Linked DNA regions of Mus musculus: all the other regions are linked to region 2. The links are chromatin contacts, called in public HiChIP or PLAC-seq, Micro-C and promoter capture Hi-C maps. All regions are on one chromosome and are shown on one strand. The core of a region is the stretch at or near the end of the contact, and the rest is flanking DNA. Distances in the headings are between cores, read along the strand shown. Region 1 overlaps Golga4 (golgi autoantigen, golgin subfamily a, 4). Region 2 holds the start of Plcd1 (phospholipase C, delta 1). Region 3 holds the start of Gorasp1 (golgi reassembly stacking protein 1). Region 4 holds the start of Golga4 (golgi autoantigen, golgin subfamily a, 4). Region 5 holds the start of Eomes (eomesodermin). Region 6 holds the start of Csrnp1 (cysteine-serine-rich nuclear protein 1).

Evidence for each region. Promoter capture Hi-C pulls out the DNA fragments that hold promoters and counts their contacts. Hi-C and Micro-C count contacts between places; a contact is called where the count stands out from the background. HiChIP or PLAC-seq counts read pairs in DNA pulled down with a chosen protein or histone mark.
Region 1: a promoter capture Hi-C map of pre-B cells shows a contact between it and region 2, with 3 times the contacts expected there. The contact joins the enhancer-like site here to the promoter of Plcd1 in region 2. A contact is called at or near these places in 10 of 39 promoter capture datasets (the 3T3-L1 cell line, the HPC-7 cell line, cranial neural crest and 7 more), 7 of 115 datasets of contacts at active chromatin or transcription factors (astrocytes, craniofacial prominence, embryonic limb bud and 4 more) and 1 of 9 other capture datasets (pancreatic islet).
Region 3: an H3K4me3 HiChIP or PLAC-seq map of stem cell-derived neural progenitor cells shows a contact between it and region 2, with 4 times the contacts expected there. The contact joins the promoter of Gorasp1 here to the promoter of Plcd1 in region 2. A contact is called at or near these places in 3 of 39 promoter capture datasets (the 3T3-L1 cell line, embryonic stem cells and liver) and 1 of 115 datasets of contacts at active chromatin or transcription factors (stem cell-derived neural progenitor cells).
Region 4: a promoter capture Hi-C map of liver shows a contact between it and region 2, with 3 times the contacts expected there. The contact joins the promoter of Golga4 here to the promoter of Plcd1 in region 2. A contact is called at or near these places in 2 of 39 promoter capture datasets (liver and pre-B cells), 3 of 115 datasets of contacts at active chromatin or transcription factors (bone marrow-derived macrophages, craniofacial prominence and embryonic stem cells) and 3 of 9 other capture datasets (adipose tissue, embryonic stem cells and liver).
Region 5: a promoter capture Hi-C map of embryonic stem cells shows a contact between it and region 2, with 4 times the contacts expected there. The contact joins the promoter of Eomes here to the promoter of Plcd1 in region 2. A contact is called at or near these places in 2 of 39 promoter capture datasets (embryonic stem cells and pre-B cells) and 2 of 115 datasets of contacts at active chromatin or transcription factors (astrocytes and craniofacial prominence).
Region 6: a Micro-C map of embryonic stem cells shows a contact between it and region 2, with 1.7 times the contacts expected there. The contact joins the promoter of Csrnp1 here to the promoter of Plcd1 in region 2. A contact is called at or near these places in 1 of 39 promoter capture datasets (the 3T3-L1 cell line), 1 of 484 Hi-C or Micro-C datasets (embryonic stem cells), 2 of 115 datasets of contacts at active chromatin or transcription factors (astrocytes and extraembryonic endoderm stem cells) and 1 of 9 other capture datasets (embryonic stem cells).

Annotation. Positions count from the first base shown.
Region 1 is chr9:118,563,073-118,567,212 of GRCm38.p6, forward strand. Golga4 (golgi autoantigen, golgin subfamily a, 4) reads left to right here. Exons shown (of 24, transcript NM_018748.3): 18 at 2,485-2,595; 19 at 3,887-3,907; 20 at 4,109-4,140. Among named protein-coding and RNA genes, the nearest start is that of Itga9, 42 kb to the right of the region's middle. Within about 2 kb of position 2,284, at least 3 of the 459 cell types and tissues checked have an H3K27ac peak or open chromatin away from gene starts, as enhancers often do.
Region 2 is chr9:119,091,507-119,096,134 of GRCm38.p6, forward strand. It overlaps Plcd1 (phospholipase C, delta 1), which reads right to left and starts at 1,996. Exons shown (of 15, transcript NM_019676.3): 1 at 1,852-1,996. The coding sequence starts at 1,885.
Region 3 is chr9:119,934,989-119,939,113 of GRCm38.p6, forward strand. Gorasp1 (golgi reassembly stacking protein 1) reads right to left here and starts at 2,570. Exons shown (of 9, transcript NM_028976.2): 1 at 2,470-2,570. The coding sequence starts at 2,529. It overlaps Ttc21a (tetratricopeptide repeat domain 21A), which reads left to right and starts at 2,618. Exons shown (of 29, transcript NM_028735.3): 1 at 2,618-2,762. The coding sequence starts at 2,736.
Region 4 is chr9:118,503,472-118,507,997 of GRCm38.p6, forward strand. Golga4 (golgi autoantigen, golgin subfamily a, 4) reads left to right here and starts at 2,847. Exons shown (of 24, transcript NM_018748.3): 1 at 2,847-3,086. The coding sequence starts at 3,015.
Region 5 is chr9:118,476,830-118,481,455 of GRCm38.p6, forward strand. It overlaps Eomes (eomesodermin), which reads left to right and starts at 1,360. Exons shown (of 6, transcript NM_010136.3): 1 at 1,360-2,717; 2 at 3,638-3,792; 3 at 4,436-4,557. The coding sequence starts at 1,831. Gm33408 (a long non-coding RNA gene) reads right to left here and starts at 1,819. Exons shown (of 5, transcript XR_871338.1): 1 at 1,731-1,819.
Region 6 is chr9:119,980,932-119,985,283 of GRCm38.p6, forward strand. Csrnp1 (cysteine-serine-rich nuclear protein 1) reads right to left here and starts at 2,848. Exons shown (of 5, transcript NM_001357562.1): 1 at 2,688-2,848. Gm33800 (a long non-coding RNA gene) reads left to right here and starts at 2,914. Exons shown (of 4, transcript XR_871355.3): 1 at 2,914-4,352.

The DNA.
Region 1 (4,140 bases), core at 1,034-3,533, 530 kb before region 2:
GGCAGTCCAGGCTTCAGGACTCAGAGCAAAACTGCTCTGTTCTCCTCTCTTCCTCTTCCCTCCCCCCTTTACCTCTGACCATGGGATACTGCGCTTTCCCCATCCTTCATGGTCGCTCTGAGATGTTGTAATAACAAATGTAAGCACAAAATGTTTCAGGTTCCCTCCTGATCATAGATGTTTCTTTCTGTTGTTGGTTTGGGTTTTTGAGACATGGTCCTATGTAGCTCATGCCGCCATGATCTTACCGTGAAAATGACTTTGATCACCAGCTTCCACCTTCCATGCCAGGGTTGCTGGTTCAGGTACCATTCATACTTCCCACACATGAAGAATGGAACCTTGCTTTTGCTTCAGATGTCTTTAGGCCCCTCACACACAAGTGCATTCCCTTAGTTAGGGTGACAGTTGTGCGTGTATCCCCGGCATGGTGCTGGCATATGCTGGTTCCCTATCTCCTCTGCTGTCTGTGACAGTGTAAGTGCCTAGCGAGGCTGCACTCTCTGTGAGGTCCGCACACGTAACTCAGCCGGAGCCGCTTCTTCACGGTTCTTCACGTGCATTACCTCTGCCCATGCTCTGAGTCTTCCTTCACCACTGCTGCTCTGTGCGGCTTATGTGGCTGTGCTGGTTGGAATAAGAATGGTCCCTGTAGGCTCCCGTATTTGAATGTCTAGTCCAGTTGGTGGATGTTTGAGTAGGATTAGTAGGAGGTATGGCTTTATTGGAGAGGGTGTGTCACTGCGAGTAGCTTTGAGGTTTCAAAAGTCCATGCCAGGTCCAGTCCTAGATCTCTGCCAGTTGCCTTTGGATCAGGCTGTGGTGGATCTGAGCCACTGCTCCAAGGCCACACATGCTGCCATTGCTCCCACCATGATGAAGACAGACAAACCCTCTGAAACTGTAAGCAAACCTCAAGTAGTTCTTTGTAAGAGTTGCCATGGTCATGGTGTGTACAGTGACCCTGTCACAGCAACGGACACATAGCGGCATACACATGTCAGGCATCTTCCTCAGTCGCTCCCCATCTTGCTTCCTGTGGCTCAGTCACTCACTGAAGCTGGAACTCCCGTGGTGGATTGACCCTCGGGAACGTCCCACCAAGACGTGGGGTATGGACCTGTACCACCAAACCTGGCTTTTCCCTGTGAATCAGGGCTGTGTAGCAGACACTTTATCTGCTGAGTCAGCCCCTGGCCTCTCTGTGCTGCATCTTTAAAAGGTTTTCACTTTAATTTTTATTTAGAAAAGCTTGAATCAATATAGTGAGAATCACTTTCATTCTTGTTTGTTGTTTTTAAGGGACAGAACCTCTGCTTGTCTCTCTCCTCCTTCCCTCTTCCTCCTTTTCTTCTTTCTGTTTTGATAAACTAGGGATTTGCACAGGGCCTGGTGGTACCTTGTTGGTGGCTCCAGGTCCAGAGCTATTTTTAAGTTCTGGACAATGTATTGGGATTTTTTTCTAATGCTTAGAAGGCTTGCCTTAGCTTATTTGGTAATCTGCAGCTATCAAAGGAAGTGTCGGACATAGCTGAATGTCTGAATGTGCCTGAGTAAGTAGCTATGGAGTCTGGGTAGCCACAGGGATGTGCAGGTGGACTCAAAGCAGCCAAGGCCTCGGACAGTGACCTTTCAGTTACAGGGCAATGGTATTGCGTGCGGGGCTAGGTCGGTGTACCTCGCTGAGGAGACGTCTGATGCCCAGCACCACAGCCTGGGCTCTGCTGCTTTGTTTCCCGTAGCTTCGGAAAGTTTCATGAGAAGAATCGGATTTTTCAAGTGTCCTGTGCTCATCACACTGTTTGTGCCTAGCCTTCTGCTTGTCTTTGAGAACGGTGCTTCCCAGGCGTCTGACAGTCCGCTCCTGTTCAGTGACGCCTAGAGGCGGTGCTCACTCAGCGAGATCAGTTAGCACAGAGGTCTCGCATGATGTCTGACTGAGGCAAGATCTGAGTGCCCTTAGAACACAACAGAAGGTGATCTGTGTGTCAGACTTCTAAGCAGGACCGTGGGGACAAAAGTCATCTAAGTCTTTTCTGGTTCAGCCTTGTCTATTTTTCGTTTGTTGTATTATGTTACTTGAGCACTGCCGGCGTGATGTGAGGACGGATGGGTATGAAATGTGCAGGTCAGTAGACAAGCTTCAAGGACCAACTCGTGAGTTACCCAGTGGGAAAGTACTCCCTTATTTCCTGAGTATCTGTAGGAACCCCACTATAGACAGCACCCAGCCTTAAACCCTAGGATCTGTGCACAGTCAGACCTGATGATACCATGGGGGAAGCAGCTGCTGGCCTTGGTTGACAGGGACAGAGGCAGTGTATGGGAGCCATGGCATTCCAAGAAGAGTGAGCAGCGCTGGTCCAGCCTTAGATTGGGTCAGGAAGGAGTGACGAGTTCTGTGTCCCACACATGTGTGACTGTTGGGTAACTCTCCCTCTGCCTGCTTTTTAACATTGCCACATTGCTGTTTTCATGCTGAAGGCCCGTGAAGAAGAAATGACTGGCAAAGTGACGGACCTGCAGACCCAGCTCGAGGAGCTCCAGAAGAAATACCAGCAGAGGCTGGAGCAGGAGGAGAGCACCAAGGACAGTGTGAGCTGCTTCTCGGGGGTCTGGGAAGTGTGGCCATTTCCTCAGCTTGGCTTGCCCACTGCCACACATTCAGCTCATTTGACCCAAGGGCCTTTGAGAACTCAAGTTCCTTTTTCACTCAATGCAATTAAAACCAAATGTTCAGATCTCATGTTAAGTGCAGTACTGGAATTTAAATCCAGGCTTCCACATTCAAAGCTAAACTTTGCTGTTTCTCAGTGCTTCCTGGCCTTTCCACAGACAATCTAGCAGACTGCAACTCCACCCTTGAGATTTCTTACAGGTTATCAGTCACTGAGGGCTGCAGTTTCTCAACAGCCAGCTACGTGGCTCTCCTTTCCAGAGTGCAGGGACGAAGCCTCTAAAAGCCTGTCTGAGCAGCACCCCTCACTAGCGACCAAGTGAAAAGGGCCTTTTTCCTGTTACAGAGAGCTGTGAACAAGTTCTGTCTGTCTGCTTAGCGTGTGGCTGTGGGTGAGGGCACACCTTTGCTGTTAAGTACTGCTTCTATGAAAACACGTGTCTTCGTACCAGGAGCTTCCCTGGCCTCAAGAGTATTGATGCTGTATCCTCACTGACAGAGTGTTGGTGCATTGTGAAGCCGACACAGATGCTGAGTTCTTATCCTTGTCTCAGAAGAGGGAAGAGACTATCCATACACAGAACTGTTCCCGTAGTCTCTCCATTCTCAATGTTTTGACTTTGTTTTACTTGAGATGGTAGGTCCTGCCATGTTTCCCAGGCTTGAGCCTTGAGTTTAGTCAGCTTCTGCTCAAGCCGTCTTCCCAGCTCCGCCTCCCAAATCGCTGGCATCAAGCTGATGCAGTGTTCCTTCTAAGTTCTAAGGCTTTGAGTGCTGAGTTCCATGAGAAATACTGTGTAGTCAGAGCCTAGCATGGGCCTCAGAGGTTGTGCTCAGAAATGTGTTACAGGACTTTGAAAGATGGGACATATGTACCCACGAAGTTAAGTGCATGATGGACAAACATATTCCTGTGTCAGTAATTCTGAAGGATAGAGATTACCACTTGTGTTGGGCATCTGTCCCCCTTTCTGACATGACAGCTACTGTGAGAGCTGTCGCAGCCTTCCAGTCCTTTCCTCTGTGTTATGTATGTTTGCATGTGGACAGTTTGGGTAACAGAAATAGACCAGGTTAGAAACAATGAATTGAAGTTGCTTTATTTAAGACCTGCTCGCTTCTTGTTTTCTCATCATTTCATGGTGCTCTGTTTTATAGTTTCCTCTACCTGTGGGTTTTATAGCTTATATTCTTTTCTTTAATCTCCAGGTAACAATTTTGGAGCTACAGGTAAGATTAGTTTTTCATTGAAGATTACTGAAGCTAGTACATTTTAGGAACACCAGCTCCTCCCTCCCCCCAGCCCTCTCCAATTTAGCAAGTTAAAACGTAGATACTGTTTCTACAAAGAACGTTTTTTGCAACAGAAAGAAGTAGGCCCAGGCATTGAGGGACACACTCCTTTCCATCTGGCTTCTTCTGCTCTTTCAGACACAACTAGCGCAGAAGACCACTCTGATCAG
Region 2 (4,628 bases), core at 746-3,245:
GGAGGGGACTGAGGGCACCTCTCCAGCAGACCCCCAACTGCCCAAGTCAGAAAGTGACCAGTGCTGTGGGACCTGCACTGTGGAGAGGAGTGCAGACTCCCCATCAGCTAACAAGTACAAGCCACAGTGACCACGCCCTCCCACAGAGACCCTCCTTGACCCCTCTCCCCTCCCCATCGGGTTGGCAGTGTAGGCAGGAGCTGCTTCTGGAGGTCACGGTGGATGCCACGCTTGAAGCGCTGGGCCCACAGGTCCGTCAGCTTGGCCACAGTGTACATTCCAGTCCTGCAGGAAAGGCTGGACTGAGTCACAACTCCAGGAGGCTGGGCTCAAACAGGATGGGCCAGGCTGGCCAAGCCTGTGCTGTATTAGACTGAGGCTCTGTGTCTTCCTGGGTACGGGAGATACCAGGGCTGACCCAAGAAAGAAATGGGACCAGGGTACAGACACTGAGGCCTGCTCCATGACCCAGGTTCCATGACACTATGGCGGTCAGAGGCAGCCAGAGGGAGGCGGCCAGGGGAGAGCCCGCCCCTCTCCACTGTGACCCTCAGAGCGGCCACCCTCTGTTCCCACCAGTCAGGAGCTGTAGGGGCATCTCTGACCTCTGGAGAGAATGAGGGAACAGTGGGAGGGGCAGGAACACAGCCCAACAAGGTGGCTTTTAGAAACCCAAGCTTACTGGGCCCCCACAACAATAAAGTCCAGGTCAACTGATGCAAAACAGGTTGGGGGCTGCCTGCAGGGCACACATCCAAGGGGGAGTGGAGCGGAGGACAGGTGAACACAAAAATCTACAGCCCAGGAGGCAAGGCGTCTTAGTGGGTAAAGGCAATTGCTGCCAAGCCCAGTGACCTGAGTTTGATCCTAGAACGCACAAGATAGAAGGAGATAACTGATTCCTGCAAGTTGTCCTCTGATCTCCATACACCCATACCCCCTCCAGCACAAGTACACGTTGTTTAATTAAAAAACAAAAACCAAGAACCTACAATCTCAGGGATACTCGAGTTAAGTGAAAAATACTGTGAAACCGTGGATCGATGTGAGAGGAGCAGGTATTGCTGAGCTAATAGATGACCTGGGGAGACACGAAGGAAAGACTCCCCACAGCCCCTCCCACAGAGTGTGCGTAAATACCACTTAGTTCCTTGCTCTTCCCTGGACGCTTCTAAGACAGGCAGCCAGGAGCCTGCGCTTTCCCTCTCTGCTAGAGGGACAGGCATGGGGAGAAGAGCTAGCCCAGATGGGAAGAAACAAAGCCGGCTGGACAAAGGACCAAGCTGCCAGGCGGTTCTAACTGAGATCTGGCCCAGTCCGACCAGGAGGGTCAGCAAAAAGACAGCGCTGCTCCTCCCAGCCCTGGCATCGCTTTTCTCTGTTCTGGGGAGCGAAGGCTGCCAGAACGACTTCAGCCAAACTTGCACACCTCCTCCTCGCCCCACCCATTTACACCCTCATCCGCCACACCCGCGCGGCCTGACTCGCTTCAGGCGCACCCGTGTTTTGGGGAGCCTCTGAATCGAGAGTTTGGCTAAGGATGCTGTCCCTTTCCTTCCCTGACCCCTTTGGTGCCATCTGGACCCAGGAGCCCAGCCTTTTATGAACAGGCTAAGGGGAAATCCCCGAGAGATGTCAGCATTGCTCCCCGATCTCTTGGGCCAGATTTGGGGGAAAGTCTGGAAACGCCCAAGGTTGTGTCCAGCGCGGGCCGAGGTTTTTCTGGGATCCCACAAGGGGACAAGGAGTTGGCTCTCTGGTGGTTTAAATGCGGCCGAAGGAGCTGTTATCCCTGCCGCCCGGGTGTATTTCGGCTTTCCCGAGGGTCTCCCCTACGTTCGGGACACTCACCGTGCAAGGTCAGGAAGTCCCGACCGGAGTCCATGCCGGTCGGGGCGCGCGGAGGAGGGGACGCGGCGTGATTCACTTGAGCAAAATCACCAAGCGGCCTGGGGTCCTTGCGCAGTCCGGTGCAGGGACCCAACTGAACTGAGATGGGAGGCGGCCGGGGGTGGGTCCAGAACACCGTACCGCCCCCCGGACCCGCCAACCGGCGCTTCTCCCCGCCCCCTCCAGGGGACCTGGAAAGGACGCGGTGCTGGGGGCCGGGAAGACTAGCCAACCCTGGCCGGGGCTCGGGCCAGCTGGGTGCGCCAGGGCCAGAAATAGTCAGATCCCTCCTGCTTCCTCCACCGCCACCACCCACAGGCCCTGTCATTACGGCGAGCTGCCGGCCCCACGCCCTGCCTGTGGGCGCCTGGCCTCGCCGGGGTTGTGGGTGATGTGGGAAAGAATCAGAATCGGGTCTTAGCGGGGACAGGAATCACTGCTAAAGCGGCTGATTAGCCAGGCAGTCTGGTCTGTCTTCTAAGAAATGCGTGCATGCACGGGCCCACATTGCCACGTTTGGGGAGAGTAATATCTAGATTTTTTTTTCAAGAGAGGGGCCCCTCTCTTTAGCTCTGAGAGACGTCTCATTTCCGGGGGTGTTGAAGGTGCTTTCCTTAAGGTAGGGGTAACAGCAAGCAGGTATAGGCCCCTCACTCCCTAATGAGGGGAGAAGACGGAGGCCTGCCGTGAGGCTGCCTGGGCAAGGGTCCCGATACTGGAGGCAGTTGGCCTGGAAGAGTCTAGCCGGGCTCTCCTCAGCTCTTTCTCTCCTAGCATTAGCAGGCCTCCGTGGCCTGTGAAGCATGGGCTGTCTCCCGATTCTGAGTGTTAAGGCTGGGTTTTAGAGAATCACTTGCCGTTCATGTACACCCCACCCCACCCGCACCCCCACAGTGTGGGGCTGGCACTCAGGCCTCCCACTCCCCACCCCCACCCCCGTCTTGATGCCCTAGGAAGGCCCCCCCCAGGTTTCCTTTCCACAAGCTGGGCGCTGTACTGCATGAAGAATGAGTAAGGCTCCATTGCAGACAGAGCCTGGGAAGGGGCAAATTGAGAAATTCCTTCCCTGACTTCCGTCTCTTTCTCCAAAGCCCTACTCTCCAGGTCTTCCCTGAGCCTTGGAACCTCCCCCCTCGGTCCTGTCCTGGAGCCTGGCAGGTATTCGCATCCATGAGTCAGGCCTCCTCTCCTACACCTGAGACCAAGAACTCCTGACACCAGCAGTTGGCACGGCTTCATCTCCAGAGTCATTTCTTCTTGTCATCTCCGTCTCCGAGTCCTGGGCTCCAAGCCAGGGCATTACCCACCACTAGGGCCTCTCCCTCTACCACAAAAGACCATGGCCGGGTTTATAGAACGCTCTGCTCCTGAGTACTCCAAGCTCACAGACACATATGTAGCTTCTGTTGCACGCATTGCAGCTCACTCATGTCCCCTCCCTGGCCTGGGGTTGCCAGGCAGACTTGGGGAGGCATGCTGACTCAAAGCTGTCCCAAGCAGCCAGGTTCTGCAGAAACAAAGAACGTCATGCTCAAGTGCTGACCTGCACCATGACACTCTTCCCATCCTCTTTCTTCTCCCTCTCTCACGGGGTGGGAGGCCCTCTGCTCTGTGCAGCTAGGTTTAAGTAGTGTGCCTAGGATGGTTGTGGAATCTGGTGGGGGAAGCCTTCCAGGGGCAGCGGTGTGGGCCTAGTCCTGCCCGGGTGCCACATATACTCTACTCAGAACCTTTGCAAACTCTCCTGAGACCCTGACTGCTCAAAGGGCCTCGGTGGTAGGCTTTCTTTGGAGCCTGAGACCTGAGACCTGTCCTCTATGGGCAGAGTTCCAGGTATTGTCCCACCCCCAACCCCTGGCTGCCCCAGTCTCAAGTGTCTGTGCAAAGGTGGGTGTGTGGGAAGGGGCTGGTGACTGTGGGCAGGTGAGAGAGGTCTAGTATTCCAGCCAGTACTAGTTCTGTTAGAGTCAGTTCCCTTGGCCCCCACGCTATCCCTCACTCCGAGGACAGCGTGGACATGTGTGCGCGCTATCAGCACAAGAATGCTAAATTTCAGGATGGTCAGGCTCCAGGGCTTGTCTTGCTCAGCCCCTCCCCCATGAAACTCAAACCAAGACCAGCCCAGGTGGGTGAGGCCAGTGAAGTTTATTCAGTGCTCTCCCTGTCTTTTAGAACCCAAGTGCCGGAGCATCAGGGTGAAGGGGTTGTGTTAAGTCTTGCCTCTACAATTTCCTGGTGTGAGAATCTGAGCAAGTCACTTTGCTTCTCTCTAACCAGGAACGACTGTCTGCTCTGGGGTAAACTGAAGATGTTGAGAGTGTGGCACTGATACTGCCTGCCTAGGGTTCTGAGCTAGAGTTCACCTGCCCACAGCCATTCTCTCGGTGGCCTATCTAATACATCTCTGTAGCCACAGAGGCTCTTGGTCTGAGGGCACACCCCTGCTTCTGTGAACGTTGGTGCAGCAGGTCCTGACCCAGGTCTAACAGCCTCAACAGGTGATGGGAAGGTCACCTGCCCCAAGAGACAGTGATGGCAAGGGAGACTCCTCAGACCATATCAGGCTGACGTCACTCCTGCGCAAGGATCAGATGCCAGCATGGGCTACAGCGTTGCAGCAGCCCTGGTAATCTCAGGCTAGCACGGGGCTCTTTAGGGTTTTCCTTTGTCCTTTTTCCTCTTGGTTGTAGCCTCCCCCAGCCTGAAGCAGGCTAGTACAGACCTTGTCACCACTGAGG
Region 3 (4,125 bases), core at 1,320-3,819, 840 kb after region 2:
CAAACCCAAGTTCCACTGACCTCTACACACGCATGCCATTTCACACATGCATGAGTGTGTGTGTGTGTGTGTGTGTGTGTGTGTGTGTGTGTGTGTAAAACATGTCACCCCTCCACTTACAATGTCCCAACAGAGGCTGGACTGCTCTTGTAGAGAACCTAGGTTCAGTTCCCAGCACCCACAGGGTGGCTCGCAACCATCTGACTGCAATCCCCTTATCTGACCTCTGTAGACACCAGACACAGTGTACATACATACATACATACCTTAAACATAAAATGAAAATAAATCTAAAAACAACAACAAAAATCCTCCACAGCTCCATATAATAAATATCAAATAAAATAAAATGCCAAGTCTAGGACCTGGAGAAGGAGCTCAGTGCCGTTGCTGTGTGGTTAAGATTTATGTAGCCGGGCAGTGGTGTCGCACGCCTTTAATCCCAGCACTCAGTAGGCAGAGGCAAGTGTATCTCTGAGGTAGTTCCAAGACAGCCAAGGCTTAAAAAAAAAAAAAACCCTACCTTGAAAAAACAAAAGAAAATTTTGTGTTCATGTGTGCCAGGGTATACAGATGCCCTGTGTGTATGGGGTGGGGAGGTGCCTATGGAAGTCAGAAGAGGACCCTGGGTCCCCTGGAGCTGGACTTACGGGCAGATGTGGACAACCCAATGTCATGACCTTCAGTTTGTGCATGCATGCACGCACACGCACATAATACCAAGTCACCCTGGGCTTCCTAGAAGTCAAGTGTCCGTGACTGCTGAGCCATCTCTTCAGCTCACTGTGTATGTTTTTGAGATAAGAGCCTTGATGTATAACTTAAACTGGCCTCAAACTTGGGAGTCCTCCTGCCTTTGCGTCTAATGCTGGTATTCCAGGGATGAGCCACCACATCCTATTCCACATAGCTCTTTATGGCCTTCCTTCTCCCCTGTTTGATTTCCAAATATGAGTACTTTGTCTACCATGTTATCTCTAGTGCCTGAAGCTCTGCCTGGCATAGAATATATATTCAAAAACATGTCTATAGCTAGGTATACTCGTGCACATTGTAATCCTGGGATTCGGGAAGTATCAAGAGCTCAAGGCCATCCTACATCAAAAACAGCCGGGCAGTGGTGGCACACACCTTTAATCCCAGCACTTGGGAGGCAGAGGCAGGCAGATTTCTGAGTTCAAGGCCAGTCTGATCTACAGAGTGAGTTCCAGGACAGCCAGGGCTACATAGAGAAACCCTGTCTCAAAGAAAAAACAAGCAAACAAACAAAGGGACTGGAGAAATAGGTCAGCAGTTAAAAGAGCCTATTATTCTATCAGACGACCTGGGTTGAGTCCCCAGCATGCAAGTGTGACAGCTCCCAAATGCCTATAACTCCAACTTAAAGGGATCTAAAACCTCTGGTTTGCACACTCGTGTGCACAAACAAAAACAACACACACACCAAAAACACATCTCTGTAACGGGTCCTCATCCTCTGACCTGATCAACCTGTCCCCCTTTAACCAGCCCCCCTTGCCTTCACTCCGTCCACCACCCCCACCACCTCACTTCCCTCAGCCCTTGTGCAAAGATCCCAAACTCCTGACTTCCCGTGAACCTGTTTTAAAACACCCCCGGTTGGATGCATCCCAATGTCTGCCAACCCCCAAGCACAAATCTTGTCACTTTGATCTGTAAAGCCAATGTGGCTCTCCAGCTAGAAACCGCTTCCCTAGCCCTGACTCCAGACTTCCTTTGACATAGACCAGAGAGGCATAATGGCTCAGGAGGCAGGCGCACGCAGATGGATTTCTGTAGGTTCCAGCCCAGTCTAGCCTACATAGCAAGTTCCAGGCCAGTCGGGGATACATAATGAGACACCCACAAAATAAATAGATAGATAGATAGATAGATAGATAGATAGATAGATAGATAGATAGATAAGATTTAAGAGGAACCGAGAAAGAGCAGCTGAGAGTTTAACAACAGCTTGAACTAAGTACCAAGATCCTGTCTGAAGGAATGAAGGCAGGCAGGCTGACCCAACAGCCAGACAACCTGACAAACCTGCCCGCCTCCACACAGCTCTGCATCTACCTGCTTTTCAAAGGGGCAAAACAGGGGAGCTGAGTTCAAAGATCTTTCTATCCCCAACTCCATACGGCGTTCTTTATCAACCAGACTATACTTCCCAGCAGCCTGTTCGCTCGTACCTCCCTGCAAGTGACACGTAGGGCCCCATCTAGGTCTCGGGATGTTTCACTCTGGGGTCCCAATGCCCACCCTGGCTCCAGTCATTCTGGCCACTTCACCCCCTCTTCAGCAGCTTTCCCAAAGCCCACGAGCTCTCCCAGCCCCTTGCAATGCTCCTTAGAGAAGGGGCCTCGGATCTTGGACGCGCTGGGCCTCGCAAGGCATGCAGGGAGGTCACTGCAGGCCTCGGGGCTGTGCAACCCTCCCTGGTGATCTTCCACCACCCCGGCTCACCCCGTGCAGATGGAAGCCCTCGCCGCCCGCCGGCTGCTCGCTGCTTGCCCCTAGCCCCATGGCCGCCCTCTCCCGCTGCTGCGTGGCCTAGTCACGTGGGGCCAGGCCACGCCCTCCCGGATGTCACAGTTCTTAGCAACAGGCCAGCAGCCAGGTTGCCAAGGACGCGCGCGCCTTAGACTTCCGGCCGTGAGCTGGGCTGCGAATTGGGCGGCCAGAGCTGGGAATCCCGCTCAGCCGGTCATCACCTGAGCCGGGCTGCAGCCATGAGCAGCGATGACTCCTCTCTCATGGTGCGTGAACTCTGGGCCGCCTGCGCTCGGGACTACTTCTGCAGTCAGGACTGCTGCCCTGGGCTAGCTCTCTGCTCTCTGACCATTTCTGCTCTGGGGTTACCTTTCTGCTTTCTCTGGCCATCTGCCCTTGGGCCACCCTCTGCCACACCATCCACCCTGCTGCCTGCCCTCTGGCCATCTCTACTCTTAGGCTACTTCCACCCCCCAACCACCTCTACCCCTCTGTTCACTACTCTGGCAGCTTCTAGAAGTCCTTCCATCTTCCTCAGCTCCCTAACCAAAGCATTTCCCCTCAGTGTCCTCTGCACCCCTAGCCTCAAATTAGCACCCAGACCTGATCCTATCCCCCAAACCAATCCGTGCCTGTCCATTATCGCATCTGCCTCCCACCTAAGCCATCTGTGTTCCACTGCTATGAGGTCTATGCCCACCTCCAACCCTGTTCCTAATCTAACGAGAAGTGTCAGCTTCCAAAGTCTCCAGAGCCACCATGTATCTCTCCCTTAGACACCTCTGGCCTGGTTTCTCTACTTGGGCTCTTTGCACCAGCACTACTGCCTGGCATTACCCATGTGCCACCTGCAGCCACCCACACATCACTGCACGCAACAGCCAGAGTCATTTCTTTAGAATATCATTTGAGGTAACTGGGGATCTGGCTCAGTTCCTAGAATATGCACCAAGCCCTGATAGCCATAAAACAGGTGTGGTGGTAGGTGCCTTTAATCCTAGCACCGGAGAGGTGGGGAGGGAGGGTCAGAAACTCACCATAGTTGAGTTTGAGGCCAGTCTGGGATACATGAACACCAGGCTCTGCCAAAAGTTTTAAAAATCTGAAAACTTCACTCCCCTACTTAAAGCCATTCGAGCTGGTTCCTGTTGATGACCCTGTCTGACGTCTAGGCTCTTTCAAATGGCCCATGAGGCTTTTACGACCTAACCACATCTATCCCCAACTCAACACCCACAAACCTTAGAGGAAGTGAGCTTTTGCTTTGAAATCTCAGCCCCAATTACTGTGTGATCTCCATGGGCTGTGTCTCCCTGGGCTTCAGCTTCTTTAGCTGTGAAAGATACCAAGATGTGTATAGCGGAGGACATGGAGACCCTGAAAATGACCACTCCTCAGTCCCCTTCCTTCCCAGCCTAGGATGAGCCTGACTTGAAGCTTACATGGTGTATTGACCATCCCCCAGTCACCTAAAACCTCTGCCGTAGCCAAACTCCCTGGAGCGCCTTCCTTCCCAGGGCTGCAGAAGGAGAAGGCCAGGCCTGAATGCTGCCTCTCCCTTCCTGTTTGTAGACGTGAGAAGGAATGGGTCACCTCAACAGGAGTGGGTCTCACCCCATCGTGACCAGA
Region 4 (4,526 bases), core at 1,597-4,096, 590 kb before region 2:
CTTGCTCTCTGATTGGCTCTCCTCCTAGGTGGCCTGTTTGTTTTGTTTTGCTTGGTTACTATAAAGGGAATCCTCTCCAGATTTCTTCCTCTTAAAGTTCACATCATTGGGATGTTGAAAACTACAGATTATTGATGTTCATTTTATATCCTATGGCTTGACTGTAAGTATTTATTTCTTCAATCTAAGAATTCAGATGAAGTCTTCAGGGTCTCTGAGATACTGGATCACATCTGTGAATAGGAAATGTTTGACTTCTTCCTTTTCTGTCCGGATCCCTTTTCTTTCTTTTCTCTTAGCGCCCCATGCTGCACTCCCAACTCTGCAGGACATGTTTCCTGCTCTCCTCCATTTAGAATAAATTTAGAGTTTAGATGTTTGTAGCGTGTAGCTTTAAGAGCTTTTGTTTTCCTGTGTGTGGGTATTTCGCCTGCATTTCTGATTGTGCACCACATGTATATCTGCTGTCCTCAGAGGTCAAAAGAGAGTCTTAGAGCCCCCAGAACTGGAGTTACAGATGGTTGTGAATCACCATGTGGTTTGGGTGCTGGGAACCAAACCAAGGTCCTATGCAAAAGCATCGAATGCTCTTATCTGATCTGTATTGTGTTGAGAAATTTTGTGCCTTTGTTCATCAGGGAACTTGGCATGCAGTGTTCTTTGTGTGTGTGTTCTTATCTAGTTTGGGCATTAGTGTAATACTAACGAGCTGTGCTCCTTCCAGGTTGTCGAGATTGCCAATTTCTGAAAAGTATGGTAGAGTTCAGCTGTGAGCCTGTTTAGTTCTGGGCTTTTCTTTGTTGGTGGACTCTGCTACTGTGTGTGAGGGAGAATTGTGGAGATCAGCCACATCTGGACAGCCCTCACATCTGGACAGCCCTCACATCTGGACAGACCTTGTTGGGCTACCCAGGCCACGGTCTGTCAGTCAGACTAATACATCCCATGTGTCTATATATCCACTCCATTGGCTCTGCTCCTTTAGAGAAAGAACTCTGACCCAAACACTGCCCATCTCTAGTTTTATTCATGTGGAATCACCCCATTGGTTATTTTTGCTAGAGTATTTCTGTTTGCTTGTTGTTCTTGTTTTTTTGTTTGCTTGTTTGCTTGTTTGTTTGACACGGTTTCTCTGTCTTAGCTTTGGCTGTCCTGGAATTCACTCTGTAGACCAGGCTGGCCTCAAACTTAAGAAATCCAAGTGCCTCTGCTTCCTTAGTGTTGGGATTAAAGTTGTGCACCACCACCACCGCCATCTGGTTAAAATGTAAGCTCTCATAACCTTTCCTGTAAGCAATTCTGTGGAGGCATTGTCTTGTTTAATGATTGATAGTGTGAGGGTCCAGCTTAATGTGGGTGGTTCTACCCCAGGTAGGTGGTGTTGGGTTGTATAAGAAAGCAAGCTGAGCGATCCACTGGGAACAGGACAGCAAGCACCACTCCCCCTTTGGCTCTGCTTCAGTTCTTGTCTCCAGCTTTCTGACTTGAATTCTTGCAGGCAAACTAAGACAAGGTAGTATATATGCCCAGAGACAGGACTCCTTCACTTAGGTTTTTGACTACGAATCTCCTCCTCTGGCATGTGACTGGCATTGGAAGTCTTGTGGGACTGAGGCCTAAACCTGTGGATCTGGTTTTCTCTGTCTCTCTGTCTCTCTCTCTGTCTCTGTCTGTCTCTGTCTGTCTCTGTCTGTCTCTGTCTGTCTCTGTCTCTGTCTCTGTCTCTGTCTCTCTCTCTCTCTCTCTGAGTCAGGGTGTCCCTATGTAACATAGGCCCATCTGGCCTGGAACTCGGAGATCACCTGGCCTCAGCCTCCCAGGTGCTGGGATTAAAGGTGTACACCCCCATGCACCAGTTCTTAATGTTCTGTTCAAAGAATCAGAACTGAATGGATGCCATCCAGGTAGTAGCTTGTGCAGAACCCAGAGTTTCGAGGTCATATGGGTCTTTGTGAGCAGAGGTTTCAGAAATATTCTATGTTGTGCAAGTGTAGGGGGTTCTCAGCAGATGGAAAAGTCTAGGTAGGGGAAGACAGCTCCTTTGGAGTGCAGCCACAGATATTAAGCACTAAAGGCAGATAATTCTGACTAGGCAGAAAATTGTGCACCTGTAGGCCTCAGCTATTCTGGAGGCAGGAAAATCACTTTAGTTAACAAATTCAAGGCCAGTCTGCCTAATTCAGCCAGACTATTTATGTTTGAGACAGGATCTCACTGTAGCTCAGACTGGCCTTAAATTCATATAGGCAAGAATGACCTTGAACTTCTCGTCCTACTGCTTCTACCTCTGGATGCTGGGATTACAGGTATACACCATCACACCCAGTTTATGCGATGCTGAGGCTAGAGCCAATCCTTCCTGCATATGCTAGGTAAACAAACGTTCTACACCCTCAGCCCCAGATTTTCTCTTTAAACCAACCAACCAACCAACCAATGAACCAATGAACCAACGAACCAACTAGCTGGCCAACCAGCGAACCAACTAGTCATCTATACCATCCAACCCACTATCCAAAAACCTTTCGAGAGAATTCTAAACGATCGTGCCACACGACACTGAATACACTTCTGCATTCCTAGCTCTATCCTCTCTCACCCCAGCCTTCTTCACTGTGGTGCTCAGTGGTGGGATGCTCCCTATTTGACAGCACAGCTCCAAGACTCCCGCTAGAGTCAGCGCAGACGCCACTGTGCACGCGCGTTCACCCGCACCGCCTCCATATTGTCCGCCGCGGCGCTCCGTAGCAAGCCCCTGGCAAGCTCCACGTCGACCGCGCAGGCGCCCGGGGCGCGTTCACCTGCTGCCGTTGTCGCCGCCGCCGCCGCCGCTGACGGGGCTGGATGGGGGGCCGAGGCCAGCCAGGGGCACCCAGAAAGAAGAGACGCGGCGGCGGCGACGCCGACACCCGCACGACGAGCGCCCCGAGGTGCCCGCCAGCTCCACAGGAAGGCGGCGAGGCCCGGGCCCGGCCGCCCCGCGGGTAGAGACGCTGCCGGCCCCTCGCCGCGCCATGTTCAAGAAGCTGAAGCAGAAGATCAGCGAGGAGCAGCAGCAGCTGCAGCAGGCGTTAGCCCCTGCTCAGGTACGTCGTCCCCCTGCGCCGAGGCCCGGGAAGCGGGCGAAAGTTCCCCATGACCTTTGACCTCCGCCCCAGGAACACCCCCCCCCCCCAAACCGTAGCCCTGGAAGGTTTGGGACCACCCAGCCGGTGTAGGAACCCTGGCCTGGTTTCTCCCAAAACTCCGTCCCTGTGCAGGGTGACGGGACCGGTCGGGACATTTGACTTCGGAGTTTCCCCTCTAAGGACCGACCCGGTCTGACAGATGGGTGCGATGGGTTCGGGTCCTGCGTGGGGAGCTTCTCTCGCCCGTCAGAGACCCTGACTCTAGAGTGGTGACGGGGGCGGGGCAACCCAGATCCTTTGTGATATGTGACCTCTGCCCTCTGCCCCATATATGACCAATGTCCTCTGGGTTCCCTGGACATCGCACCCGGAATGACCAGGTCCCTGTAAGTCTCCTGCTTCCAAACCCTGATCGAGGCAGAGAGTCGAGCCTGCCCGGGCCAGGCTGCTCGCAGGAGCCGAGGGCGGCGGTCCAGCGACCAAGCCTGTCACGAGTTAGTCACTTCGTGTAACTTGGGTGATGGCGGACAGGGCTCAGGGGCAGACACTGAACGGGACGGGCACCGAGCCTGTCAGCAACCGGGCTCTTGCATCTTTTCTGGAAGGTCGTTGCTTTTTAAGGGAGTATGGTTTCGGGCTGGGAAAAGGGGGCGTGTTCGTGTTAGAAACAAACTACCCCTCTCCAGCACTCAGGGTGTGAAGGACGGGAGGGGAGGGTTTCTGCTGAATCTCTCCCCAGTCTCCCTGAATATCAGTAGATTGAACACGAACGTCTTTTCTTTTATGGTTAGAAACCTGGAAAGCCCATGGCTCAAGAAAGGTCGTAGTTTGGCTAAGTGGGAAGCAGTTTGGGTGTTTAAATATAACGACCCAGCATTCTGTTTCTAGAAACATAGTCTGAGAAGATTTAGGATGCAAAAACATTTAGTTACACGATTTCTTTTTTCTTGTGTGCGCGCGTGGGCAGGTGGCAGCCAGAAGACAACCATGGTGTCGTCATTCCTCATCCCTCGGGCTTTATTCTTTTTATTTTACTATTTAAAAAAGATTTCTGGATTTCTTTATGTGAGTGTCTTGTCTGTCTGTATGTCTGTACACTGTGTGAGGCCAGAAGATAGTGTTGGATCCCAGGGAACTTGTCATGCATGGTTGAACCATTATGTGGGTTGGTCCTCTGCAAGAGCAACAATTGCTCTTAACCTCTGAGCCATTTCTCCAGCACACCCCCTGGCCTGGAACTCACCAAATAGGCTGGGCTCAATGGCCAGCAGGCCGAGGGAATCCACCTTTCTGCCTCCTGAGCACTGGGGTACAAGAGTGTGCCACCACAGCTGTCTTTTTTAACCTGGATTCTGAGATGGAAACTCAGGCAAGCATTTTACCATCTGAACTGTCTTG
Region 5 (4,626 bases), core at 110-2,609, 620 kb before region 2:
AAAACCCCACACAGCATCCAAGTCCATGAAGGATCGCTCCACTCCCTAACACGGGCGTGCCCACGTTCGTGATTCGCGGGGTTTGGACCCAGGTTGGAAAGCTTCGCGCGGATCTGCTGCTGGCGTCTGAGCGCTTAGCAGATCCCGCGGCCACCTCATCTGTTCTCGGCAAAAGTTTCCCGTGTGATCGCATTGGGTTGGGGGAAGCAGAGTCCCTACATCTCGACCGGAAAATGCGCTCCTGGAGCGACTACTGCAGGCGTCCGTAATTGCTTATTAGAGGAGAATGTACAGGCTTCTCATCGTCAACGAAACGTGTTCCCCCTTCTGTAATAATAAAACAATAAAATATGACGGCCCCGTCCTTGACTGTTTGCGGAAACGCAGGGGGGAAAAACAGGCAGCTGGAGCAAAGGAGCTTAATTCAATATCAAACTGATTATTTCACTAATTATTCTGCCTTCTGTATTGTGCCGCAGAGAGGCGCAGGGAATCTTAACTGCACAGCTGCTAGGGAACCTTTGTGTCTTAGTGTCAGTCCCCACCAAAGATGTTGGCGAAAGCGGGGGCTGGGGGAGGTAGGAAACATCCAGTGTTTAGAAAAAACCGAGCAGAGGGAATTCTGAGTAATGAAAGTGACGGCCTCGGGGAAGCCGGTGTTTTAGCGCGGTTGTAATACTGAGTGTTTGGTTCGTCCGGTCAGGCTCATGTTGGGTCTTCAGAAGCCCACTTCAGAAGCTAGAAGCTGGAGTCTCTGATTCAGACGCGGAATCCTTTTGCCATCTCTGGAATCCCAAAAACTGAACGCGAGGTTTCTCTCCACCAAGTCTTTACGCTAAAAGATGGGACAGGACAAAAAGCGGTTCCTGTGTGCTGAAGGCCAGGAAGTCAGAAGGAGGGTGTGCGCAGAGACTTCGGGTCGCTCTCCAGCCCTCCCCTAGATTTGCACCCCCGGGGACCTGAGCCTTCCTGCGAGCAGGGAGCTTGTAAAGACGCCTTCACGGGCCTCTGGGACCTGCCAAACTAGACCCGAACTCAGGAATGATTCCTATGCCGTGGGTAGACCATGTTCGCAGACTTCAAACCCGTTTCTCCGGCGCCATAGAGCCACCGGGTACACCAGGATTGATTCTCAGTGGGATATAGTTCTCCCAAAGACGCTTAAAGAAACACCAAACCAGCAATAACAGCCAAATAAGCTAAGAGAAAATGAAACTCGCAGGCGACCCGATCCAATTAATAAATACTTAATTGAATTAGTGTCACCTCTAACAGCCAATAGCAAAGTCCCCTAGCCATGGGGCTGCGAAGCCCCTCCCTGGCCGCACATATATAAGCAGCCAACCACCGCTCACAAGTTTCCAAGCGGTCAAGTATGCCTAGAGTTTAGCAGAGCCAGCCGAGAGGAAATGGCTGGTTGCTAAATGGGAACTCAGAGCTAAGTCCTCTTCTTCCTTAGTGTGAGTGTAGGGGTCCTGAGAGGTTAGACAAGGAGGGAAGGAAGAAAAGAAGGAAGGAAGGAAGGAAGGAAGGAAGGAAGGAAGGAAGGAAGGAAGGAAGGAAGGAGAGAGACACCTACAACCCGGGGTTTGTTTTCTTGCGGAAGGAAAGGGGCACCTACAATCCCGAGTTTGTTCCCTTGAGGGAAGGACGCTAAATTGGGCGCGCGCTGAAGCCGCCCCGCAGGTCCGCAGGTGGGTAGCCTAGGCGAGGGAGGAAGGGGACATTACCTTCCCCTCGGAAGAGGGCGCTGGCTCCCCCAACTGGCCTTTATAACCAGGCCGCGGGAGGCGAGGAGGCAGCCGGTTGCCGTCTGCGATTCGCTAAAGCATGCAGTTGGGAGAGCAGCTCCTGGTGAGCTCGGTGAACCTGCCCGGCGCGCACTTCTACTCGCTGGAGAGTGCTCGCGGAGGAGGAGGAGGAGGAGGCGGAGGAGGAGGGGGAGGCGGAGGGAGCGTCAGCCTCCTCCCCGGTGCTGCCCCCTCGCCCCAGAGGCTGGACTTAGACAAAGCGTCCAAGAAGTTTCCGGGCAGTCTCCCGTGCCAGGCGGGGAGCGCAGAACCCGCAGGCGCCGGCGCGGGGGCCCCCGCGGCCATGCTCAGTGACGCGGACGCTGGGGACACCTTCGGGAGCACCTCGGCGGTGGCCAAGCCCGGGCCCCCGGACGGCCGCAAGGGCTCCCCGTGCGCGGAGGAGGAGCTGCCCTCCGCCGCCACCGCCGCGGCCACCGCGCGCTACTCCATGGACAGCCTGAGCTCCGAGCGCTACTACCTCCCGTCGCCGGGACCGCAGGGCTCCGAGCTCGCCGCGCCCTGCTCGCTCTTCCAGTACCCGGCGGCGGCCGGAGCAGCCCACGGACCCGTGTACCCCGCGTCCAATGGCGCGCGCTACCCCTACGGCTCCATGCTGCCCCCCGGTGGATTCCCCGCCGCCGTGTGCCCGCCCGCGAGGGCGCAGTTCGGCCCCGCTGCGGGTTCGGGGAGCGGCGCTGGTAGCAGCGGCGGTGGTGCCGGCGGTCCTGGCGCCTATCCCTACGGCCAGGGTTCTCCGCTCTACGGGCCATACGCCGGAACCTCAGCGGCCGGGTCTTGTGGAGGATTGGGGGGCCTAGGGGTGCCTGGCTCCGGCTTCCGCGCCCACGTCTACCTGTGCAACCGGCCCCTATGGCTCAAATTCCACCGGCACCAAACTGAGATGATCATCACCAAACAGGGCAGGTGAGTGCAGGGTGGAGGGACCCCAGGCGCCTGGTTGTCCGCACACTGCGGGCTCTGCTTAGGGTGTTTAAGTGGTACATCATATCTCCAAAGTCGTGTCCCTTACTTCCTAAGGCACACCTGTAGCTTGGGCTCCGAGCCCACGTTACTCTCCTCTCTAGTCACCTTCACCGGGATTGACTGGGAGGAGGAGGAGGCGGAGATGGAAATTTGGGAATGAACCCTTGAGGGCAGATCTACGTGACCCGCTGGCTCCTGGGTTTGCAGCAGGCGATTTGTGGGCTGCATAGCGAAAGAGGGCTAGCTGGAGCTGGCTGCGGCCTGCGCACAAGTGTTTGAAAAGAAGCTTTTTAAAGCTCCTTGGTTTGGTGGGGCTCTTCTGTAAGAAGAGCAGAAAGAAGTCGGTTTGAGCTGGTGACTAGGTAGACAGTTTTTGGAGCCAGATGTTTGGGGGAGGGGGCTCTGCTTGCGGGGAAGGGACCAGAAAGTTCAGGCACACCTTCAAATTGTCATCAGCTACTTCTTGAGGAAGTGAGGAGTGGATATTGGGAGACAGGGACCCAAAGAGGGCTCGTTGAGAGAGAGAGAGAGAGAGAGAGAGAGAGAGAGTGCAAGAAGGCGCGCTCCGGCCTAATGTTCTCAGTCACCTATGTCTTTAAAAATAATTTTAGACATTTCAGAAAGAAACCTAGTAGATACCTGAAAATAGATGGATGTCTCAGAAAAGAAGCACGCGAATTAGGGAAAATACTGATTTGGAGGCTGTTCCAAATAAATATGTCAATTTAAAACCATTTTCTTAGTTTCAGGCCGTAGTAGCCATTTTTGTTTGTTTGCTGTTTATTGCAGACCCCCCATGTGTCCGGGAGGGACCAGAGCCGCTACTTAAATAATTTCCTCTGGTTCTGTTCTTTGCACAGGCGCATGTTTCCTTTCTTGAGCTTCAACATAAACGGACTCAACCCCACCGCCCACTACAATGTTTTCGTGGAAGTGGTTCTGGCCGACCCTAACCACTGGCGCTTCCAGGGGGGCAAGTGGGTGACCTGCGGCAAAGCGGACAATAACATGCAGGGTGAGGAGAGAGGGGGCCTGGACCGGGAAGAGGTCGGAGCCTCAGTGTTGGACCGGCCACATTTAAATCAAGCATGTCACCCCAACCTGGGGCATGGGGATGTTAGCATGTGCTGCCTTCTGCTGCTGGGGAGAAATTTACTCCGTCCTTTTTCTTGTTTCTCATTATATATCAAACCTTGACCTTGACCCTATGAGGGCTATGTTTGAGAAATGAATAGCCAAGTGAAGTTCTGGGTTTGGGGAAAGTTCCTGGTAAATGATCCTGGCATTTTAGAATTCTCTTGAGAAAGCCCAGGCCACCTTTAACTTAATCTATAAAAGTTAAGGACTCGATGAGGCACTTCCCCTCCAGCTTAAGGTCTCAGACCAACAATCAAGAACCATCCTCTCTCCTCTCAACTCTGTTTTTTAAGTTTGGAGAGGCTGGTGATTGGAATACCATGATTAAGGAAGGCTGGATGCACCCTGGCCCGGGGGAGTGACTGGAGTCCCGCTGGGATCCACTGATTTCAGTCGACTGACCTCCCAGGAGGAGGTTGCTACAGCAAACCCAAGCCTAGCTAACAGACATCCTCTCCAACCTGCCTGGGTGAAGGCTGTCTCCTTTCATTTGCTTATGTTTCCTTTCCTTTTCCTCTTAGGCAATAAGATGTACGTTCACCCAGAATCTCCTAACACTGGCTCCCACTGGATGAGGCAGGAGATTTCCTTTGGGAAGTTAAAACTCACCAATAACAAAGGTGCAAACAACAACAACACACAGGTAGGGAGACTGGAAAAGCCTGTGTCTTCTGGTCGGGGTCTCTTGGACAGCTCATCCTTTTGTCACTGT
Region 6 (4,352 bases), core at 1,598-4,097, 890 kb after region 2:
CCATCCCCCAGCCAGGGTCAGAGCTGGCTGAGCCAAGAACAGTGTTCAAAGGTGGCTTTGAGGACGGGGTAGGGGGGGAAGGGGAAGGAGACAGGGACAGGCTCACTCGAGTGCAAGTGTGAGGTGGCATCTCAGAGGCTCCGGGTCCCTAAGAGTAAACAGATGTCAGAGAGGTAGGTGTGGACTGGATAGAGATCCACAGCTGAGTGTACCCAAGATAAGAACTAAGGCTGAAGAGCGTTAACATTCAAAGCTTCAGGCAGAGTTCTGGAAAGGCCAGGCTGTTTGAGGCGTGAGTGCTGGAGCCCTGGCTGGGTCTGAGGAGAGAGAGGGAGGAAGGGAGGGAAGAAGGGAGGGAGGAGTGCCACCTGGGATCCAGAGGCTGAAAGAAGGCAGAGACAGAAAGACTGTGCAGCAGAGGAGGCCAAGTCAGAAAACGGAATGAAAGATAGCTGAAGAGCCCAAGAAAAGTGCCAGACAGTGAGTCAGGGGGTGGGGGTAGGGCTGCAGCAGCTACTCAGGACTCAAGATCCTGTTCCCAGGGTGAACACAGTCCTGTCCTAGGGTCCTGGAGGAAGGAAAAGCCATTCCCAGGAGCTGGCTCAGACAGAAACACCACACCCCCTGAGGAGCCCCAGAGGCAGGCCCCGGAATCAAAGAGAACCGGGCTCCTTCCGGGATGGTAGCAGAATCTGGGGCCGCCCCCTTCCTGCCACCACACACAGGCGCTGACAGCCCAGAGAACGGAATGTCACCCCAGTCTAGTGACCATAGCTATTTAATACACTGAACCAGCGAAGGCTATTCCACCCAGGCAACAAGCGGCAGCTATTGGAAGCCTCAGCCCGCCAGTGTGCTCCAGTCCCCAGCCCCTTGGCGGCCTTGATTCCCCCTTCCAGGAATCTGAAGAATGTGTCCTTTGACCTCAGAACCCCAGGTCTTGATCAGTCATGCCCCCACCTCCAACACCTAGGGTCACAGGACCCCAGACCCTCCTGAAGGGCTTCCTGGGATGCGGAAAATCACCTACAAGCAGTTCACGGAGACAAAGTGCTGGGCAGCTCAAGACACAGCAGACAGGAAGCACTGACGTACCCCTCCCCCACCCATGCCTCAGAAAGTGATGGGGGGAGGGGACAGTTCCTTCGATTCAGACTCCAGGGCCCTGCCCTGGGTAAATGCCAAATGTTTGCTGGCTGTATAAAATACTCAGTTCTACCCAGGGAAAACTGCACTTGACAGTCACCCCTTCCTCCACCTTAAGCCAGTTTTTCACATTCATTCATTCATTCATCAATCTAATCCTGGCTAAGCTTCCTAAAGGCCAAACACTATGACAGGCATTGGGCACACAGGTAAAGCACCTACAACTAACACCTCTCAAGTAGGAGTTATACAGGATAGGCAAGAAGGGTAGAACTGGGGACGAGGCAGGCTCCTCTGAAGGAGGGATGTTGGCAGAGTTCCAGATTGGGGGGGGGGGGTCACACTGCATGGTACAGGGACTGGAGCAAGGACAGCCAGTGCGCCTTCTGGTGGCGATGCAACTAAGAGGGCCTGTGTTAGCCCGAGGGCACAGGAAGCCACCCAAGTGCGTAAGTAAGGACTGACAATTCTAGATTTGCATGGTTGAAAGATGGCTCAGCGCCTGAGCCAGAGAGGGTGTGACCCGTAGGACACAGGGTAGGGCCAGGTGAACTGACAGGACAAGCGCAAAGGAGAAAAGGGGGTGGATTTGGTGACAGCTCGGGAGATGTGGGCGGGGCTGTCAAAGATTTGGGGGCAGAGAGTATTGACTTACTCTCTGCAGAAGGCTGAGACTTCGGTCCAGAGATGTTGGGTGGGTAGCTAGAGAGGAGGGAGGAATTCTCTGTTGTCAGGAAGGTGGGCTACATCTGGGAGTGACTGTATCGGCAACCCGAGTGACTAAGTGTGTGGCCGTTGCTGTGGTGTAGGCTTTTCTACAGTACATGAAGGCGAAAGGACCTCCGGGAAGGGGAAACTGAGGAAGGAGAGGAAATGCATGCAGAAGAGGGAGTAGAGGTGCGTGGGAGAGAGCCTACGTGTGCCCGCGGGTGGTCGGTGTAGCTGCGCCCCGGTGACTCACGGCAGTGGCCTCTGAGTGTGACGGTGACAGGTGAACATACGACACAATCCTTCTCCCCCCCGCCTCCCTCCCGGGGTCCGTGACTCACCAAGCCTCGCTCATTCCTCACTCATCCCTCCAAACCCTCCCTGACCCCCGCCTGCCGAGGGCGCCCGGCACACGCCGCAGCTCGGGCACCCTCCCCCTAGGGAGCCCGAGGAGGAAGACGACCAATGTCACCTGCCCCGGCCACGCGAGTAACTTCTGAAAAGTTCTCAGGCAACTAGGTCAAAAGGAAACTCACCCGCGGGCACGCGCGCCCCGTCCCACTGCCACCTGCGCCCGGCTTTGGGGCGCCTGGACATCTGGGGTAACCACAACGAGGCGGGGGAGGGGAAGCCTGCCCCCCCCCCGCCACCTCGCAGCCGTGGGCTCTCACTCCAGGCGCCAGATCTCCAGTCGGGCTCGGAGGCCGGATCCCGGCGTCCCCTCCGGAGGACCCAAGGGAGATCAGCGGGGAGCTGGAGTGACAGCGCCACTCACCCGAGACGCCCCCTGCCCCATTTCCCATCCCGCCGCGTTCAGGAACCGTGGCACTCACCTAAGCTAGCAGGGCTCGCCCAGTTCACCGAAGCCACTCGTGTGCCGGCCCCAGGGTCGCAGCGCACACAGCGACCCGCAGTGCGCTCGGCCGGGCGGCCGTCGGTGCAGCCGGCCCAGGTCTGCGCGTCCGGCGGCGGCGGGAGAGACTGGCTCAGCCCCGGCCCCGCCCGCGGCTCCGCCCTCCTCGTCAGTGGAAAACTCCGGGGCTCACGGCGCTGACGCACGCCGGGCCTCCCGCCAGGCCGCCCCGCAGCCCGCAGCCTTCGGCCCCGCCCCGGAGGCACCGCCCCCTCCCCCGCCTCGAGCCTCCCCGCGGACTGTGACCGGGCCGCGACGCCGCTGCTCCGCGCTCGGCTCCTAAGATCGCGGAGCCGAGCTTCGTGCAGAGCCGGGTCCTAGAGATGCCCGCTTCTCCACGCCGAGCAGTCCCGAGCTGCAGACTGGGTAGACTGAGGCTGCGAGCGATGGAAGCTCCTCCCCTGCCTCCACCCGCCCAGGGCAGATTATTATCAATTCAATCTGAGGACCCTTCCCCGGCCCTCACCCCACCTCTTTTTCCCAGATCCCGCAGAAAGTTAGCTCAGACTGGAGACCAGCCAGGGATGAGGAGAGAAGAAAAGGTCATCCTAGGGCCTGGCCTTCACCTCTGCCCTCGGGCCAGAGCCCTTACTCCGAACAATACCTAAAGTAGAGATTGCTGGAACCAGCTTCCCCACCCCCATCCCTCCTTAAAAAAAAAAAAAAAAAGAATCTGGTTTCTCCTAGGCCGGACCCTGGCTACTTACAGCGGATTGCTGCCTCCTCTGCTCCCGCCAAGACCTTCCTTAGGCTCGCAGCCAACTCCCTGTACTACTAGGCAGAAGAAAGTGTGTTCTAGCAGTCAACTTCTCTCTCAGGAGCCCACCCGAGTCCTCGTCAGCCCACGGCAGGGCCAGTTCGACCCAGTACCTAGAGCGCTTTTCTCTCCCGTTCTGACTGCACCGCCTGGAACGTTTCACCCTCACTCTGCTCACCTGAGGGAATCCCAACAACGTCTAGGATGGCTCAGCAAGGACTGCCTCCTCCTCCTGGAAGCCTTCGTGGAAGCTCGACCCTCCCCCTCCCAGCCCCGCTCCCGCTGCATTCTGGGTTCTTCTGACTGTCCTAGATGAATGCTGTCAGTGGCTAGTCCAACCCTCAGGATTCCATTCTCCCCTCCCCCGGGTGTAGTAGGGAGGTGACCTTCTGTCCTGCCTAAATGGCACCGAGGGTGGGGAGGATGACGGGCCCTTTCTTCAGTCTTCAGTCCTGGATGTACATGTGTACAGAGGACAAGCAGAGTGGGGGTGGGGGAGTCAGCCTGCCCTTTATCTGTGGTAATCTGGGGTCTGAGATCCTCAACACACAGCTTTGGTACACAGAAGCTGCCGGGTGGCTGAGTCTGCTCAGGAAATAGTCTACAGGGCTAGCTGAAGAAGCATGTAGCTCAATGGTAGGGCACTTTCTCAGCATGTGAAAAGCTCTAAGTTTAAACCCCATTTTGAGAACAAAACATGGCAGATCCGTGGTGGTGCAGGCCTTTAACTCCAGCATTCAGGAGGCAGAGGCTGGGGAACCTGAGTTCCGGGCAGCCTGGTCTACAGAGCAAGTTCCAGGACGGCCAGGGCTACACAGAGAAACTCGA